Regions from separate parts of the Sus scrofa genome. Here region 1 is linked to region 2. The links are chromatin contacts, called in public Hi-C maps. All regions are on one chromosome and are shown on one strand. Each heading gives the region's core, a stretch centred on a gene start, on an enhancer-like site or on the middle of the called end of the contact. The rest is flanking DNA. Distances are from core to core; before and after follow the strand shown.

Region 1 (4,079 bases), core at 921-3,420, 110 kb after region 2:
GTTTTTGGCCTTTTTGTATCTTATTGTTGATATTTTCCCAGCTGCTCTTGTGTGTGGTTATTTTCAGTCCCTTATAGTTTATTTGTATTCTGTTGTTCATGGAGATGTTTGTCCAGGTGCAAGCTCTCCAGAAAAGGGTCCCAGGGACCAGCCTATCTCACAGGTGTTCTCTGGGGTCTGTGGTCATGCTTGGTCATGTGATTAGGAGAGACGGATGCAGTCATCATGTGACCAGGCTGGGGCACACCACCCATCTGAGCAAGTGACTAGGAATCTATAAGCCAGAATTCAGAAATGAGGTTGAAAGATGCTGATGTGATCCTGTACAGGTGAGCAGTCCACGCTGTGTTTGAAGTCTTTCATTTTAAAAGATTGGCAACTGGGTCTTGGGAAAAGCGTGAATGTTTCCTGAGCCCTGTTCTTGTTCAGTCCTCAGTATTCCTGGGGAAGGACAAGTGAGTGGCAGGTGCCTTTAGGAAAACATACATATGGATGTAAACATGTGCACTACTCATACCACTGGTGTGGTTGTACAAGCCCTTTGGAGGTAGAACCCCGATTCTGTTAAAGAGTATGGCAAAATCCTCCCATGGATTAGCTGCAAGACTCCTAGTTTCCATTAAGCCCTAACAGGTAAAAATGGAAGAAATAGGGCTGGTCAGCTGGTCTGGCTGCAGCATTAAAGTGAAACCTGGGGATAACTTAACACTTGAGTGTAAAATATGCATAGGGGAAATTTAGGGTGCTCTCAGAAGTAACCCCTGAGTAGTAGAAAGAGGCGTGTTTGTCGTTTTTTTCCCCCAGTAGGCTGTCAAATATATCAGTCGTCCATTTTCCTTCTACCCTATGTGGTGTCATTAATTTAGGCCTCTCTCCTTGGCAGGACCATCCCCATTTCAGCATCTGATGATTTGTTTAATCAAAGTTACATTCTCTTTGAATAGCAGCTTCATACATTAAGAACTTGTGATGTATTTTAAAGAAACCTCTGGTGATTTTTGCACAAATATCAATTTCTCTGTCAATAAGAAAATTAAAATAGTACTTCAGGTGTGTTTAGATAGGACTTAAAGTGTTCGTGTTATTGATACATTCTAAAGTATAATACATCCTAATGTGCTTTATGGCTTCATTAAGGTGACTGTTTTCTTCCTTGCTGAAAAGAGACTCTTCCAAGGATTTTATTGCTATTATTTCTTTATTTAAGCTGTTTAATTGCAATTAAAGTGCATGGCAGTTGATGGATAGAGAGCAGTTCTTCAAATTGTTTTGAGTCTTCACACTCAAAGCTATTTTTCCTTCTCTGCCTTTAGAGATATTTTACAAGTTTAGGTAATATTTAATCTTTAAAAAATATTTGAGAGACTTAGTGTAGAGATTATTAAATGTATTTTAACTTTAAACAGCCTCTTCCTTGTGAAAGCAAGGACCATTGTTACTGTGTAATTTCCAAGCTTTCGGAGATTCTAATTTCTTGCAGTTCAACAACTTCTCTTTGGAAATCAGAATGCCTGAGAGAATCCCATTTCCATATCTAAAATTAGAAATGACATGCAAAGATTACAGGCATTTTACCAGACATGGTAATGATATGTTTTCTTTTTGTTAAAACCTGAAGGAAAAAAAATCAAGCAGTTAGCATTTTGCTAGATAAACTGTCTGTCTTTGGACAATACTTCTGTCCATTTGTTTGATTTGGGAATCAGTTGTAGCCATGTGTCTGTGTTGTGTTCCTTACCACTGCCCAGTTTTGCATTTAGGATTGTTTTCCCTAATGAAATCCATAAGACCATACAAATGTTCTCACTTGCTAATTTTCTTTATAGACAACTGTGTTTGTGAAATATACCTTTGGAAATTCAAGCCAAGTGCCTTTTTATAGATTTTTTTGAGAATTTTCTATGAGTGCTCTATTTACCATGCGTGGAGCTTCGCCTGGTGACTTTACATGGGTACTAACTTAGAGTGCTGTTTGCAGTTGGCCCTTATAGAATTTGACAGCTAATCGTCCTGCATAAGGGATCTGCCTCTCCCCTTACATTTGGGAAATTAACCTTGGGGAGGAGGTCGAGGTGGAGCCCAAATGGAGGAAGCAAAGTCCTCTCTGGGGACTGGGTGACCTTCTCCTGGCATCTGGGTTTTCCACTCCCTCCTATCAGACTCCTGCTTGGACAGCTGGCTGTATTCCCAGCCTACAGAGGATCACTGCCCAGGGCCTAGAGCCCCAGCCCAGCCTGGCGGATCATCTGTGATTTTTGATTACCACCTCTGTACTCCAGCTGCATAGTAATTCAGATTGACTATAATTTACATCACCTTGAATCCTAATAAGTGTGGTCTTTACCTGCATCTTAATATCGATCAGATTCTTTTTTTTCTCCCTAAGGTGAAAAGTAAGAAGATCCTGTATTGAATCTGGAAAATGAAAAAGTAGGGGGGTAATTTCAGAACAGTGGCACCTTGACTAGCATTACTATGGGGGAAAGCTTTATACAATTGGGTTTATCAGATTGCTGTCTGCAATACTGCAGTTCAGTTTTACATTTAAGGTGTAATTGAATCTAAATTGGATACTGCTGTCTTCACCCCTTTACAATCCTTTAAGTAATTTTCTATAATGTAGTGAAAAGGTGTGGCCCATACCTAGAGCGCTCTGGGCAGTATCTGGCTTGCAGACGTGTTTATTTCTTCTGCTCTGTCTTAAAACCTGTGAATTTCACATTAAGGACCAGATTTTTGGCATCTTTTGAGAATCTGGAAGATGTGTCAATATTTAGCCTTTATTCTCTCAATGGCTGGAGCTAGGAAGCAACAGCCACCCCCCACCCTCCACCCTGCTTTGGGTTGGGCAGTCCACCACACCAGCTGTTGCCATACACTCAGACTACTTTGTCCATTTACGTTACCAGTTTGGGTCCTCTTGGAAGCCTGGAAACACCTCCAGCCTCATTCCTCTTGTATTCACATCCATGCTCTGCCTCACTGGTAAAAAAAAAAAAACAACACGCAGAGCTCTAAGGAAGGAGCCACTCTCCAACTTCTGGGCCTTTGCACATTCTGGTCCCTCTTCCTGAGATGCCCTTCCCTACCTTCTCCTGGCCTACCCAGCTTGATCATGGTGTTGGAGAAGCCACCTTTGACACCACTCCCACTGCTGGGCCTCTTCACTGCTCTCTGCTCCATGGTAACTGTGGAGTTAAGTCTTTTTCCCCTTAGACTGGATTAGTCTTGAGGGCAGGGTTTGTCCTACACTTTTCCTTTTAATCAGTAACTCACAATTCTTGGGACATAGTAAACTTGTAATACATTACTTTTAATTGATATGTTTAATATTATCTAGGGCAGGGGTTCTCTCCCAGAGCTACATATTAGAATCACCTGGAGAGCTCTAAAGACTGCCCACATGCCAGCCTGGATATGAATACAAGAGGGGTCAGTTACATTTGAATCTTTGGGGGTGGGGCCCAGGAACAAGTAGTTTTTAAATCACCTCAGGTGATCCAGTGTGCAGCCAACAGTTGGGAGAAGCTGGTCTAATTCATGAGACAAAGGTAATCAAAAGAAAAGCAATCTGCCATGATTTTAGTTTTAGATTGGAGCATATCGTGATGACTTTAGGCAAGTCCACCTGCAACAAACATTTTTCTTTAACTTTAGTAGCACATAAGTGTTTAAACAAATAGGAGCCTATCTTCAAAAAATCAGTTTCTCTTCCAACAGTGGAGTACTTCTGCAGACTATAATAGTGACAAATAGCTAATCAGCATTATCACTGCAGTACATTAACAGCTTTTTATAATTTGGGTAGTTTATGTTGTGTAGCCATGTGCCATTTTCCACCTTGCTGCATTTTGATGTAAAATTCAGGTGGATTATATTTCAGTCACCATATAAATTAGCTTAGGTATTTGTTGAATTTCTGACACCAACTGCTTCTCTTTTCTGCATATTCTAAATTGTTTTATATTGGGAAATCTAGTTGGAAAATAGATAGAAACAAAATATTAGCTGGTGTCATGTGGAAAACATACTTGAAATAAACCCATTTTAACTTGGTGAAAGCTGTCACCAGCTATATT
Region 2 (4,479 bases), core at 1,399-3,898:
CACTGGTCAATCTTCCAGGGACAAAACGGGATGAAGGTGGGTGAAAGGTGTATCTGGAGAGGCAAAGGAAAGGTATTCCATATACTCTCTGAGGTTCTGAGGCTGGTCAGCATTTCATCTTTCCTCTTCTCCTTTCTTTTCTTTCTTTTTTTTCCTTAAGTGTGTAAGGTCAAAGGGAAGGAATGGCTCTCTCCCACCCCCACCCCCCTTTATTTTTTTTTGGCTGCCCTGCAGCATATGGAGTTCCCTGGCCAGGGATCAGATCCGAGCCACAGTTCTGACCTACAGGGCAATTGTGGCAGCCTGGGATACTTAACCCACTGTGGCCAGGGATCAACCTGTGTCCCAGCATTCCAGTGATGCCATTGATCCCATTGTGCCACAGCCACAACTGCCTCTTCTTTTTTCTTATTACTGGGAAAGAATGAGAGGATTGGGGAAAAAAAAAATTCTAGGAAATTACTTCCATAACACAAAGCATCATAGAATAGAGTCAGCCTGGCTATCCACAAACCACTGGACTATGCTCTTTGGGAAGGTCTCTTGGGTTCCTCCACTACCCGCATCCAAGAAGGGTACTCTCTCCTGGGACAATATTTAATAATATATTGTGTCAGGACAACTTCGTTCTGCATACTGCATACCTTGAGGACGCAGCTGTGTCTTACTTGTCTGTTATTTCTAGAGATCAGCCAAGGCCTGGCATAGAGTAAATGTTGAAGAAAAGGGTGGATGTTTGAATCAGAGGGTGCTGAAGAGTATAGGGAGATAACAGTATCTTGAATTTCTTTCACTCTCCCACAAGGTGGCAGCAATTACCATGGTCCAATTTTCTTGCACCCGGGACTCGGGCGCACATGTTCTTGTGAATAGAATCAAGTTTATTTTTAAAATCACTATATCAAGGATAGAATAATACACTGATGGTAAGGAAGAGGAAAAAAATAAATATCTACTTTTCGCTGATTTTATTAGATATGGCACTAAATTTTACTTTAAAAAGCATTTGGAAAACATGTTACTAAATTCTGAAACAAAGAAAATTTGTTTTCTGTGCAAATGTTAAACAAATGAATTATCCTGCCCATATAGCACCTGGCTATGTAATTCATTCACTTAAAATCACTCCCCCAGCCTCTGTCCCTACACCTGGCCCTGTTTCTTGTCCTCAAAGTTTAAAAAAAAAAAAAAAAGGTTCTCAGTAGCTGGCTTCTTTCCCTGACTTCTCTCCAGCCACTTTAATCTGTGCAAAAACTTTATCTTATGCTTCTCTTTTTTCTTTTTTCTTCCATTTTGGCTGCCCTACGCCATATGGAGTTCCTGGACCAGGGATCAGATCCTAGCCACAGTTTCGGCAACAGCTCTGGGCCTGGGGATTGAACCCAAGTCCCAGAGCTCCAAGATGCTACCACTGATCCATTGCACCACAGCAGGCGCTCCTACCTTGTGCTTCTTATATTGGCCTGTGGATGCCTGAATTCATCACTATTTCAAGTCATTAACTTTTGAAAAAGAGCATCATTTTTAGAAAACTGTTACTAGGTGTCTTTTGTTTGTTTGTTTTGTTTTGTTTTTTGGCCATCCTGAGGTATGCATAAGTACCTGGACCAGGGATCAAACCTGTGCCATAGCAGTGACAACATTGGATCCTTTACCTACCAGGCCACCAGGGAAATCCCTGAGTAATTGTTCTTTACAAGCTCAGGGAAAGATGTCCCAGGGAGGTTAAGGGTAACTTACCTAGTTTTTTTGAAAGTACTTACAATTTCTGAGTGTCTCAGAAACCAAGAATATTGTTGTCCCTGAATGTTTTTTGTTTCGTTTTGTTTTTTACTTACAGAAAACTTGCTTGGATTTTACTACTTTTGCACTGCAGCAAAGACTGCCAAGACTTGTCTTCAAATTTGTCAACAATTCTGGATTTAGCATAAATTTTTCCCTGTAGCATAAATAAACTACATGCAAGAGATTAAGAAAAAGAATGCTAAATAAAAGCAGACTTTTTATAATTAAGGGGCCCCCATGAAAAACCAATAAGAAGCCATGGGGGTGGGTTGCTGGGTCATGTGTGAATTCCTGAGGCAGGAAAGAGGAGGCCAAGAGCAATCTCCAAGCAGAAGGAAAGGGTAATACCTTTAAAGGTTTCAGCTTCTCAGTAAAGTTTAAGGATTTATAGGAGTTCCCATTGTGGTTCAGTGGGTTATGAACCTGGCTAATATCTGTGAGGATTCAGGTTCCATTCCTGGCCTCACTCAATGGGTTAAATCTAGCGTTGCCACAAGCAGCAGTGCAGGTCACAGATGTGGCTGAGATCCAAAGTTGCTGTTGCTGTGTTATGGCTATGGTGTAGGCCAGCAGTTGTGGCTCTGATTCTGATTCAGCCCCTAGCCTGGGAACTTCCATATGCTATAGGTGTGGCCCTAAAAAGAAAAAGAAAACAAAAAACAATAAAACAATAATGATAATAAAACAAAAGCAACTTACAAAATTCTCAGTTAAGGTGTCTGCCTTAGTAACAGACAAGAATAAGATAAGGAGGTAGAAAGAGAATAAAGAATGAAGCACATACAAAGTTACATTGGTGTACACTGGTCCCTGACAGTGGAGACAGTCCCTAAGAGAGTGCTTCTCCCGTTCAGGCTTTTCTCAGTTCCTAACCGAGAGCTCACACTCATTCAATACCATGTCCCAGGAACCTATTAATCTTTTCCGTATTCTATCATTTAAGCTTTAAAATAGTTCTATGTCAAAGTACAATTTTCAAGTTAAAAACATAATTTCATACAGAAATATAATGAATGTATGCCAAAAATACATTTAACTCAATAATAAATGAGGGAACTAGTAAAATATCAAAGTTGGTTTCCAAGAGCATTTCAAGAAGAAGAGTTACATACCAGGAAAGGAACTTTTTAAAGGCTGTTATTGTCTAAAGGCAATAAAATGATAACCTTTGGAATAATTTTTGTTACTTGACAGAAACCTACAAATTAATATGTAACTTCATAATTTGGAGGCTCTAACAAAATAGCAAATTGGAAAGTAAAACAAAGGTACATGCTAGGGATCAAACAACCCTTGGACAGGCCTGATTAAATAATAACCCAGCATGACATTGAAAAGAGATGAAGTCATCCTTTTTATTTCTTATAATTTCTTCTTTAACCTCTAGCCTTTTCCTCTCTAGGCTGAAAGTTCAATGGAGTCAGGAGCTGGTGTGTCTGGTCTTTCTCACCCTCATGAAAATCATGCAAGCATATAATGTGCAGGGTCAGGCACTAACTATGCAGTTAAGAAATGTTTGGCTGAATCAAATTGAGTTTTCAAAAAGGGTAGAAACTTGCATAAAATAAAATAGTAGGTGAGTGGTAGATTTCCTGAGATTTCTTATACCATCCCAGGAGGGAGGTGTATTCATTTCCTGGGACTAGTGTAACAAATGATCACAAGGTTTCACCTTAAAAAACAGACATTTATTCTCTCACAGCTCCGGAGACTGGAAGACTGAAATCAAGGGGTTGGCAGGCACATGCCTCCTCTGAAGGCTCTAGAGAAGAATGCTTCCTAGAATTCCCCTAGAATGCTTCCTAGCTCCTGGGGGTTGCCACCATTGATGGAGTTCTCATCTTTTAGTTGCATCATTCCAATTTTGGGCTTTCTTCACTTGATTGTTTTCCCTCCAGGTGTGTGTGTATCTCTGTGTCTCTTCTCATTAGGATACCAGTGATTGCATTAGGGCCCTCCATAATCTAGAAGGCTCTCATTTTACTTTATATCTTAGTTAAGTCTGCAAAGACTCTATTCCCAAATAAGACCACATTCACAGTGTCATGGGCTAGGACTTGAACATATCTTTATGCGGGACAGGATTCAACTCATTACAGGAGGCCTTGGAGTCAGGAGATCTTGGGTTTGAATTCCTTAAACCCATTTAGTCAGGTGAGCATCTCTTGGCAGTGTCATAGGCTTTCTGCTTTCCCAAGTGCTGCAGAAAAATCCTGTTTTTAGCCAGGTGGAAGTTCAAGAGCCAGGCACTTCTCTTGACTATTTTGCATCAAGTCATCTTGATTTTGTATCTCTAGTTCTAATAATAAATTTCTTTCATGTTCTCTGAAAGAAAGTCCTTGCCTTTTATTCATGTTCTAATAAGTGGGTCCTTATCCTGACCCTGCCATGTCTGAGTTTTGATACTGGCCCAAGAGACCAGTTCTTTGGGGACGCTGTCCATGCCATGCTCTTTCCTGGTATTGACACCAGCACTAGCTGAGTTATTAGAGAGCAGGGAGGGAGCAGATGCTCTACTCTGATTGGATGAGAGGAAAGAGTCTGGAGTTGGCCTCTTCCTGCTTGCCATTGGCCTGACACTCAAGAGGGGTCCTCAACAAATTTCTAATCTGGGTGGATGTCAGTGGCATCCCATCAAGGTGCCTGTGTGAGAGAGGCCTTGCAGCGTGTGCAGATAGTAGCAATTCTGAGCAT

The links. Hi-C and Micro-C count contacts between places; a contact is called where the count stands out from the background.
Region 1: a Hi-C map of liver shows a contact between it and region 2, with 10 times the contacts expected there. The contact joins two enhancer-like sites. A contact is called at or near these places in 4 of 47 Hi-C or Micro-C datasets (embryonic fibroblasts, liver and skeletal muscle).

The regions. Positions count from the first base shown.
Region 1 is chr13:100,498,596-100,502,674 of Sscrofa11.1, forward strand. All of the region lies in intron 1 of PPM1L (protein phosphatase 1L), which reads left to right. Among named protein-coding and RNA genes, the nearest start is that of PPM1L, 58 kb to the left of the region's middle. Within about 2 kb of position 2,171, at least 8 of the 83 cell types and tissues checked have an H3K27ac peak or open chromatin away from gene starts, as enhancers often do. A contact at or near this core is called in liver, where this site is marked.
Region 2 is chr13:100,388,578-100,393,056 of Sscrofa11.1, forward strand. No RefSeq gene overlaps it. Among named protein-coding and RNA genes, the nearest start is that of ARL14, 43 kb to the left of the region's middle. Within about 2 kb of position 2,649, at least 6 of the 83 cell types and tissues checked have an H3K27ac peak or open chromatin away from gene starts, as enhancers often do. A contact at or near this core is called in liver, where this site is marked.